Linked DNA regions of Mus musculus: region 2 is linked to region 1. The links are chromatin contacts, called in public HiChIP or PLAC-seq maps. All regions are on one chromosome and are shown on one strand. The core of a region is the stretch at or near the end of the contact, and the rest is flanking DNA. Distances in the headings are between cores, read along the strand shown. Region 1 overlaps Pdgfra (platelet derived growth factor receptor, alpha polypeptide). Region 2 has its middle 130 kb from the start of Gm32558.

The links. HiChIP or PLAC-seq counts read pairs in DNA pulled down with a chosen protein or histone mark.
Region 2: an H3K27ac HiChIP or PLAC-seq map of VIP interneurons shows a contact between it and region 1, with 8 times the contacts expected there. The contact joins two enhancer-like sites. A contact is called at or near these places in 3 of 115 datasets of contacts at active chromatin or transcription factors (VIP interneurons, acute myeloid leukemia and embryonic basal ganglia) and 1 of 9 other capture datasets (embryonic stem cells).

Annotation. Positions count from the first base shown.
Region 1 is chr5:75,197,445-75,203,096 of GRCm38.p6, reverse strand. Pdgfra (platelet derived growth factor receptor, alpha polypeptide) reads right to left here. Exons shown (of 23, transcript NM_011058.3): 23 at 4,891-5,652. Among named protein-coding and RNA genes, the nearest start is that of Mir7025, 23 kb to the right of the region's middle. Within about 2 kb of position 2,461, at least 8 of the 459 cell types and tissues checked have an H3K27ac peak or open chromatin away from gene starts, as enhancers often do. A contact at or near this core is called in VIP interneurons, where this site is marked.
Region 2 is chr5:75,797,873-75,803,524 of GRCm38.p6, reverse strand. No RefSeq gene overlaps it. Among named protein-coding and RNA genes, the nearest start is that of Gm32558, 130 kb to the right of the region's middle. Within about 2 kb of position 3,229, at least 24 of the 459 cell types and tissues checked have an H3K27ac peak or open chromatin away from gene starts, as enhancers often do. A contact at or near this core is called in VIP interneurons, where this site is marked.

The sequences.
Region 1 (5,652 bases), core at 1,212-3,711:
ACAGAGTAAGTTCCAGGACAGCCAGAACTACACAGAGAAACCCTGTCTCAAACAACAACAATATAAGACATGCGCAAGGTGCTGTGGGACTATTTACAAAAGCCAGGAAATGAACCAACCTAGACATCCGTCAACAGAGAGGATGTGTGCATGCAAACAACAGAATTTTTATGCAGCCATGAAAACAGTGCAAATATGACATCTGGGTCGAAATGGGTGCAACTGGAAGTCATTATGCTATGCAACGTAAAACAGATCCAGGAAAACAAATGCCAGGTTTTAATCTAGATGCAGAATAGAGATTTTAAAGGATTTGCACACTAGGGTACAAGGTGTCAGAATATAAGGTCAATTACATTTCTATAAAGTAGAAACAAGTACAAATTAAAACACACACACACACATACACACACATTCAAATATCATTAGCCCAAGGTGACTGTATAGCTGTGGTCACAGCACTTGAGCGGCTGAGACACTTAGTGAGTTCCAGGTCAACCCTGGCAACATAGTGAGACCCTGGCTCAAACACAAAATTAAAAAAAAAAAAAAATATTTGTAAGTAAACTAACCAAATATATGTAGATGTATTAATAATTACAGCATATGGTCTGCCCTCTGGATCTATGGGCTTTCCATGCACACAGATCTAACCTCAGTAGCCTTCTGCCCCTTTATAGATGTGCCTCCTCCCCCTGTCTCTTCAGGACTGGTTGAGCATGGTCACTCTTGCTCTGGGTAAGTTGCATTGCACTAAAGCATGCATAGACTTCTGTGTTGTTATCATTCTCTAATGATAATGTCCAACCGCTATTTACACAGGGCTTACATTGCAATGAGTACCGTACCTACACTAGATATGCTCTGGAGTGTACAAATAATCGTGCATAGGTTATGTGCAGATATTGCTTTGCCTTACATGAGGCACTGGGGAGTTTTACGTTTGTATGGGAGCCTGGTGCTGATCTCCATGTCTACTGAGGACTGACGGCATTAAGAAATCCAAGCCCAGCATGGTGATGCACACCTTTAATCTCAGCACTGGGAGACAGAAGCAGGCAAATGTCTGTGAGTTTGAGACCAGCCTGGTCTGCCAATTAATTTGCAGGATAGCCAAAGATACACAGAGTAAACTCTCTCTTAGAAAAAAAAAAAAGACAAAACAAAAACAAATAAAAAAAGTAATTCAGGTGTGATGGCTATTCCAGGTTGTCACTCTGACTACATCTGGAATGAACGACCATCCAGAAATGGAGAACATATCTTAAGGCTGGAAGACATGGACTTCTGACCTAGATCTGAACATGGAGATCTTGAGGCATAGTGGCCATTAAAAAGCTTAGGCCCAGGTAAGGTACATGCCTTTAATCCCAGGAGACTAAAGTAAGCAGATTTCTGAGTTCAAAGCCAGCCTGGGACAAAGCAATTTCCAAATCCAGGAATAGTGGTACTCACCTTTAATCTGGGCCACATCTTATACTGGAGGCCTATATATGGACTCACTCTTCTTCATCCTCTTGCACTTACTTGCCAGCACATCTGTTGGAACCTACTTCGTCAGGATTCCAGCTTACACATAAGACCAGCTGAAACACCTAACCTTGGGGGACTGAGCAACTACTAGATTCTTGAACTTCCCATTCACAGCTGCCCATTGTTGTGTTAGTTGGACTAAAGATTGTAAGTCATTACAAGAAATTCCTTTTATAGAGAGAGACATTCCATAAGTTCTGTGACTCTAGAGAATCCTCAGTAACACACAGGTCTTGGCAAAAGAGATGGCTCATTAGTTAAGAGTGTATTCTGCTCTTGCAGAGGACCCAAGTTCAATTTCCATCCACACTCAATTGAGTGGCTCAAAATGACCTTTGACTTCAGCTCCAGTCACACTCAGCAGCTCACAATGGCCTCTAACCTCAGCATCAGTGGATCCAAGACTTCTGACCTCTGCAGGTACATAGTATACTCACTTACACATACCTACACATGTACACACACCACAACACACACACACACACACACCATACCACACACACACACCAAACACACCATACCACACACACACTAGCGTAAAAATCCCTTTTTTACAAGAGAAATTCTAGACTCTACAATAAGCTGCAAGCAAGCCTGACAGCCTCTGCCCCCAGAGAGAGACACTGCCTTTGTAACTCTAACAGTGCTGTCCTGTGCTGTGGGGGAGGCACTATAGACACAATGCAGCGGTTTTATCGTCTGTAATAATTGCTGAATCCCAGGGCCTAAACCAATGCCCTGCTCAGTACAGTTGAAACCTGGAGGGATAAGTGTGGAAAGAGATATGCAGATGCCTTGGAACTGTCCGGAACTAGAACAAAGATAGCATCTGAAATAGACAAAGCTGCCAGCTCCCAGCCCTCGGCCCCTTGCCTATGTGTATTCCCCACATGCGGAAAAGCTTCAGCTTCATCGGGTGCACTCAGTGAACAGCACTCAGCTAGCAGCACTCAGCGAGCAGCACTCAGCGAGCAGCACTCAGCGAGCAGCACTCAGTGAACAGCACTCAGCGAGCAGCACTCTGGGTTCTTACACTACCTTACACTTCTCATTACTCCAAGCAAGGCGTGTGGTCTCCAACCGCGATGTTCTATCCTGCTGTTCTATGTGATGTAATGGTCCCCTTGGATCATGAGCTGGTTGGAAAAAAGTCTGCAAGCTTCCTCATTTAGGCCTACACATTTTAGAGATCAACTACACAAAGAGGAGTCTGTTCTATAATAAATATTCTTGGAGAGAATTAATTTTAAAAATGGCTTCCTGTGGCTGGCCTAGCACCGTGCTCTCATGGGAAAACCAAACACAGCCTTTTGAGGGAGGAAGAAAAGAGGTGTGATCATCCCAGACTCATGAGGATGCATTCACTCTGGAAGTGGCTCTGTATACACCTGATTCAACCGGGAGCCCGTTGGGAGAGCCAGCTAAACAAAACATGCGTGAGACGACAGAAGAGCCAAGCCCAGGCCCACAAAAGCCTCCTTTTATTTCAGCTTCATCCTGATCAGGCTTCCAACTTACATAGACCAAACCAATCTCCAGCCCAGTCTCTGCAGAGAAAAGCCTGGTTCTGATTCTGTTTGGAGCAGTTCGTGTGAAATGTGATGAAATTCAAAACAGACAGGATGCACAAGCTCCAGGGGGAAGTCATTAATACCCATGAACAATGATGAAGCAAAATGCCATCTGCCGGGCTAATGTGGCAAAGCTTTTAAAAATTCCAATTAGCCTATAAACCAGAATTGGGGCAGGGGAAGCAAATATGTTCCCCTCATCTGTCCTCAACGTCTCCCTCCTCTTTGTATGAATGATGGACCATTACTGGCATATGAACTTAGTTGGGAAGTTATCGCCATTATACTTTAGGACGTGGGTGCTACTCATGTCTCCAGGTGGGACAGGATGCTATAGACAGCTAATTAAGAACACACATATACTTTCACACACATTTTCCTATGAGATGAAACAATTGTCTCTATTATAAACACTGCTACCATTATATGCTGTTGGATTTAGCCTTTATGTGTATTTGGAGTTGAAGATAATGAAACATTTCTGTTGCTGTTATCCTGAGGGAAATTGCCAGGCTTATGATGGATTCTCATAGGGTAGGCCATTTTCCTGAGTTGCTTTTCATGAAGCACGCCACTATTAAAATCACAATGGCCATTATTAGACCTGGTGTATTTCAGCCTGAAAAAGAAAGGCTCTGATTACAAACACATAGAGTAGTTTCTCCAGGCTGAACTTGTCCATCACTTGTCTTTGAAAAATCAAAGGATCCAGGCAAGCTACTTCTGCATGCTGATATTCTCAGTATCTCTTGCTTTCTTTCTGGCTCATCATGCAAATAATAGTGGAATTCATATATTTGGAATTGCTAATCCTAGTGCTATCGTTACATTAGTCTTGGGGTCCTTCGTTTCTACACCTATGAGATGTCTTCCCTGCCTTGGTAGGAATATTTAAAAGCTTATTGCAAGACTCAAAAGAAGTGTAAATGGTACATTTTAGAAGTTTTTAATCCCCTAATTAAAAAAAAAAACGAAAACACTAGAGCAGATAAATTAGACAGGACTGTCTGTTAGAGGACGGAACTGTGTAGCTGCTGTTCAGACAGACATGTTATTATTCCCAGGAATCCAGCTCCTTCCTGGGCTGAACCAAGGTGGAGCCAATACTCAATGAACAGCCTTGTGCTGAAGGATACAGGCCTGGATCTGTAGGCGGTCTCACTCTGAGGTCATTTGGCTATCTGAAATTGGGAGTTATTCTGAAACAGGGGGCCTATTTTCCAATTATTAAGAGAATAATCTGCATTAATTAATTGCACTAATTTATCTGATGAGATACCAGGAGGCTGTCGAATGTGAAGCACATAAACCTGCCTGCACGTAACAGAGGATGCTCAAGCACAGCACAGGTGATGGCGCAGGGATGCAGGCTCATCAGTGTACATGCTGATAGGTTACCATAGAGACGGGGAAGCTACTCGTGTGTGATGCCAACTGGGATATGGGAGATCTCCAGTTTCCACTCAAATGTCCTGTAAGCCGAAAACTGCTTTACTAACTAGTGAGTCTATTCAGAAAAGAAGGAGAGGAGGAGGAGGAGGACGACGAGGAGGGGGAGGAGGGGGAGGAGGGGGAGGAGGAGGAAAAGATGGCCATTGTGCTAGATGTCTATGATACCAGTACTTTGGAGGCTGAAGCAGGAGAATCAGAAAGCCCAATGCCAACCAGAGCTATACAACAAGATCCTGCCTCAAACTAACAACAGGATGAACATTAGAGAGAGGGTTGGGTGGAATTCTGACCAAACTAAAAAACAAAGCGAAAGAAGTGGTAGACCTTCATAACGTTAAGTCATATATAATAAATCATTTATTGAAATATAAAGATCTCCATTTACACTTTTTAAAACAAAACATGAACAGGGGTATCTGGAAGCCATCTTGTATTGGAAGACCCTTCCTATGGAGTAAGTCGCTCTCACACACTTACCACACCACCATGTTGGGAACATGTCAGTATTTTTCTCTTTATTACTTCTAAAATATAAATTTTGGACATTCAAAAGTGCAACAGTTAACGTGCCTGTGGGGAATATCACAGTTAAAAAAAATATAAACAAAGGCAGTGATACAGCTTGTCATACACATTTTGGCAGTATTCTCCAAGTCTACATAGCAACAGATATATACATATCGATGTATAACATCGTTTTATCTTACGTCCCTCTTCACAAATATAGGACCATTTTGTACAGGTTGGCAGACCACATTTTTTTAAGGACATCATTGATCATTTTTTTAAAAGTCACAAATTGTGTTCCTCGGGCAAGCTTTGATTGTCATCATAAAAATAGAAAGCAGGAAAGATTGGTAAATTTTCTTCCAGGGACTCTGCAGGAGGCCAGAAAGAAAACAAATCAGGATACAGTCAAAACACTGTTTAAAAATAAAAATGTATCCCTGCTGAGTGTGGTGGTGCATGCCTGTAATCCCAGCACTGGGGGTACAGAGACAGTGGATCTCTGAGAGTTCAAGGCTAGCCTGGTTTACACAGTGAGTTCCAGGGCAGCCAGGGCTGCGTAGAAAGACCCTGTCTCAAAAAACAAAAG
Region 2 (5,652 bases), core at 1,980-4,479, 600 kb before region 1:
TGCCAGACTTTTGTAGGTTCCTGAAGCTGGCATGCCTGGGAGGGTATGGGGGCCCATGTCTGTCTGTATAACAAACCAGTAAACAAATAACGTGTTTCCATGAGTTCCATGAGCTGCTGTTAGACTTAACCAATCAAGCCTTAGGAGGATTTTGGGAACTCTCAGTGTGTGCAATACCATCAAACAAACAAACAAACAAACAAACAGACAAACAAACAAACAAGCAAGCAAGCAAACAGGCAAACAGGCAAACAGGCTTGCAAGAAGCATCTCTAGAAGGAAAGAGGAAGTCACAGGGATGGAGGCCTCCAAGATTTCTGCAGAGAGCCATTAGTGTGAGAACAGAATTTAACCACAGGGCACTCAACTGATTTCTACTTTTGTAGAACAGGTTGCTTGATGTGTGGGATTTCTGTCAGAGGTGATATGTGTTGTGAATGCATCACCAGAGGAACTGCGTCTAAGGAGATCTGAGTTGTGAGTGCATCACCAGAGGAACTGCGTCTAAGGGTTTTTTTCTTCTTCTTTTGTTTCTTCTTCTTCTTCTTCTTCTTCTTCTTCTTCTTCTTCTTCTTCTTCTTCTTCTTCTTCTTCTTCTTCTTCTTCTTCTTCTGTTTTTTCTATATGAGGCAAGAATCCAACTTCATGTTTATACATATAGTTATCCTGCTTCCTGGGTCATCTGTTGAAAACATTACTCTTTTTCAGTCAGTGGTTTTGGGCCCATTGTCATTAACCTGTTGATGATAGGTATATGATTTTTTTCTTTTGGCTTGCAATTCCATTCCATTGGTCCACTCTCTAGCACCACCCTGTCTTAACTACCACTAGTTTGTAAAAGGGTTTAGAATCAAGAAGTGTCTCTCATCTTTACTCCTCTTTTGAGATTGTTTTTATTCTTGTCTCTAGCAACTCCATATGAATTTTAGAGTCAACTTGATTTCTGTGATGTTCAAGATTTTGAAACATGCTTTGAAGGACAAGGAACACAGATCAGTGAGACAGCACTTTTGTATTTACATTGCTAAATTTATTCTTAAATATTTCATTCTTTTCAATGTTATTATAAAAAGAATTTGTTTCTTAATTTCATTTATTATTGTTGTTAGCGGCGTAGAAAGTATAGTGGATTTTTGTATCATACAATTTTTTTAACTTATTTACTAGGATGTTGGTTTTCTGTTTTGTTAGTGAGTTCTTGGGGTTTTCTATGTCAGGTTAATACTGTTTGTGAATAGAGACAGTTTAATGTCTTGTTTTTCGTCTAGATATGGTTCGTCTAATCCATTGCTCAATCTTTGTTTTCCCAACCAATCACATCACCCATTGATAAGGTTTGACATGTCTACACATGGGCATCAAAGCCTACATTCCTAAGCTCCTTCAAACAGCTAGTTCTTGAACCTAGAAAACAGACCTCTTGATGACTACAGGATGTTGAAACCTGGTGTGTTAGTCAGAGTTCTTTAGAAGAACATACCCACACATATATATGATAAAACTATATATATATATATATATATATATATATATATGTGTGTGTGTGTGTGTGTGTGTGTGTGTGTGTGTGTGTGTGTATGGTATGTATAGGTATATATACTATATATTTATAGATAGATAGAACCATGTACATGACATATACATATAACGCACACATGGGAGATTTATTAGAGTGGCTTACAGGCTAACTCAACAATGCTGTTTACCAACATAAAGTACAGTAGTTGTTCAGTCCATGAGGCTGGGTGTCTCAGGTAGTCTTCAGTATACACTGGAATCTAGAAAAGCAGGTTCTAATGTTTGTGAAGGAATGATTTTTCCAGTGAAAGTGAGAGCAAGTAGGCAAAGAGCAAACACTTTCATCTTCCATGTCATTTATGTAGCCGGCCAGCAGGAGACATTGCCCAGATTAAAGGTGACTCTTTCCACTTCAAAAGACCCAATTTAAATGCGGGACTTCCTGCCTCAAAAGATCTGGATTAAAAGTATGTCTTCCCAATTCAAATAATTTAATTAAGAACATTCCTTCACAAGTGCACCCAATAGCTTAACTTACGGTTTAGTTAATTTCAGATGTAGTCAAGTTGATCACCAAGAATAGCCGTTATACCTGGAAAGTGGGCTTGATTTCTGAACACATGGACACCGGTCAAGAGATAGCAGGGAACATGCCCTTGGTCCACATTCGTCCTGTGCGTGTCTCATATTGGAAATTAACATGTCTAAGAGGGTTCAGAGCTGAGTCTCGTAAAGGGGACATTGGTAGAGAGAGGTCCCTTCTGTCTCATTCTGAGGGTGCTATTCTGCTCTCACTCTGGGTATAGCTCCTGAGGTCCACTCTGCATCCTCTGCATCCCACTGAGGCAAATTTAACCTCCTCATCTTAGAGTACAAGGCCTAATACCACCTGGTCTCAGCCTAGTCCCCGCCTTCCCTCAAGTTTTCTATGACCTTTCCAATTGAAAAGTCACTTTGTTCTAGTTTCACCTGAAATCCCAGAGAGAAGGAATTCTGCTCTCATGGCTTGATAAACTTCAGTCGAGTGCTTGAAAGCATGTGAGTGCTGTTCATTAAATCATACGCTTACAATGTGTTGTTATTTCTGGTTCTCGTCTGCCTTCTTTATAAAAACAAATCCACTAAGGTGGAGTAGCCAGCCTTTACTCAGGGACTGTCACCATGTTCCTTCTTTTGGGGAAGCTGTTTCTCAGTCTCTCAGCCCTTACAAAACTCCCTACTTTACTGTACGATTGATCTCTGTAGCAGACCTCCTTCTGCCTCTAGCAGCTGACAACACTGAGGGAGTGAAGTTCTTTCCTATTAGCTTTCTGGTTGCCCCTACGTGGAGGAGGATTTCCTCTTAGGTAGAAGGGTCAGGAAGATGAAACTTGAAGTTCCTGTTTTTTTATGTTATCATCCTCAAGAAGATAACTGCTAGAACAAAGGGAAGAGGAGATAAAACAGGAGGAGAAAATCTGGAATGTGTCCGGGGCTTTCGTTCATGTCCTCGCTGTCACGTCTAGAGTTTGGGTGTGTGAGTCAATGAATTTCTCTTTTGCTTCAGCTAGCTTAAATTTTAATTGTATGAGCTGAGCCCATGAATTCTGTAAAGTTCTTTTCCCAGGCAGAAGTCAATATTCGTTTGTGTACAAGTTCCTGGGGTGCCCAGCACGGAAGGGGCACAGCAAATGCTTACTGTTTTGAAGCAGATTATAAACCGGTTGAATTAGTTTATTGAGAGCTCTGCTGGAGAATGAAAAGAAAGCACCCAGTGTTATGCTGTGTATTGAAAGGACAAGGGCTTGATGTTTTATGTGATTCAATGAGAGCGAAACAATACAACAGTCTCGGAAAGGGATAAACGCGCTGCTGCCAACTTGGCGAAGGGAAAGCTGAGAGGGCAGGCCTACCCATCCCCTTCCTCCTCCACTAGCGACTTGCTTTACCTTTTAGGAAAGAATACAGTTGGTTTTGCTCATTAAAGATAGAAACTGGAGATGTGTGTTTTCTTCCTTGAGCCTGGTTGTAGCTCACTGTCCTCCTGGGGCTTTGGAAAACAAGGAACAAAGCCAAGAGAGGCTCATAAGTCCAGTGACTCAGAACCAGCACGGGGCCTCTGTTGTACCTATGTTCAGTCATTGGACAAAATGAAGAGTCATTATAACAGTGCCAGAAAATGCACCCACAGCTTCCCCAGGCTGGGATGGCTGGTAGAACTTTGAGGTTTGCCAACTTCGGTGATTGCACCAATCACAGGTTCATGGTCTGTAGACAGTCGATAGACTGTTTAAACAGTCTATTGCTTGTGAAAAGAAAACCAAGTGCTATTTATTCTTGGAGCAGAATAGAACCTTAGAGGTCATCAATTCAACCTCCAATGGCTGCAGAGTCGTTTCCATGTCTGCTTTTTAATTAATTTCTGAATTCCTTCTAAACTCATTCCTAAAGAGTGGTCCAAACCTTTAGAAAATCTATTCCATCCATGGACGCTCAGAAAATCCTTTTTTTTTTCTTTAATAAAAATGAAAACTGCTTTATGAACTTTCCTGCTAAAGACTCAAACGTCCTTTCATCTACATTGTAGGAAATACACCTAATCACTCTACAAAATCCTTTCCATATTCAAGGCACCTATGGCAACTCTCTAGGGAACATAGCCGATTCTTCATTAGTCCCAAATGGGACCTTAGCATTTTAATCTCCTTTAGGGCAAGCAGTGGGTCAGACAGCAAAGAAGAAAACGAGACACACAGCCAAAGAAACAAGAAACAGCTTACTCCTCAGTGGCCCTTGAAGTAGTCTCTGTGACTCATCTGCTTTGCTTAGTCTCTCTTTCTCTCTCTCTCTCTCTCTCTCTCTCTCTCTCTCTCTCTCTCTCTGTCTACCCCCACTCTCTGTTTCTCTTGTTTTTGATATTTTGAGACAGACTCTCACTATGTAGCTCTGATTTCCCGAAACTCACTGTGTAGAACAATTGGCTTCAAATTCACAGACACCCACCTTTCTCTGCTTCCCAAGGGCAGGGATTAGCAGTGTATACCTGGCCCTTTCCCAACAACAGGTTCATCATTGCTGAGAGCCATCCCTTCTAAGCATCTCAGTTATTTAATTTGTAAAATAAGTTATCCTAAATATTATGAATATAAAATGCTACCACAATGCTTGGAAAAAATACACACACACTGTTATTATTCTACTTATCGTTCTATTTTAATAGTGTGTATGCTAGCTTCAGCAGTTCAAACAACATATAGATTGGGTGGCACAAACTACAGAAATTACGTTTTACAGTTCTGGGGGATAGATGTTCAAGGCCAATAAGTCAAAAGTAGGCTTCCCTCAAAGGATGGTTTCTTGTCTCATAGGTGGACACTAGCTCATTGTATGTTCAATGACTTATTTGTTTTCATGTTGAGGGTGCACATGGTGATGTTTCCTCTTACAAGGGGTAAGGACACTAATTGTACAAGCTCTTGACTCTGCCCTGTGGTCTCAGTTAACCTTCGCTATCCTCTAAAGAACTTATGTCTAAATACAAACACATAGGAATGGGAGGTGGAAGTATAACCCAATCTTTGGCATATAATTAATATTTTTCCAAAATTTAAAAAGAGAAAGATCTATTCCAGGAAAGGAGTCAGCATCCCTAAGGAGTCAACTCCAGGTGAGACACTGAACACAGCAGGTGAGCAACATTGGCTCGGCCTTGAGAAGTTGCCAGGTAAGACTGTGGGGCACAGAGGGCTCATGGACAACAGCCTGCACTTTCTCCTAAGGGGCAGTAGTAAGACAGAGGGTCTGCGGGTAGGGTGATAGCTAGTGTGGTCTCTGCATTCCCAGAATCCTCTTGTTTATAGTGTGAACAATGGGTTAGAGGGAATTAATCTTATGAGAACATCTCCTAACACCCCCCCCCCAACACAATATGACTGTCCCAAGAAGGAGGGAAGAGAAGTATTAAGGATCTGAACATAAAATCCCTGGAGCAGAATTTGAACTCAAATCTCAATGATAAATACACAGCCTTGTTAACAACTAGTAGCTCCCTCTGTCCCCCTTCCCACTCCCCTTCTCTAATCTCTGATTTTCTCTGATTGTTGTGAAAGAGTGAATTTTGGGTGCTGTTACTAATTAGCATCATGTAAGATAAGC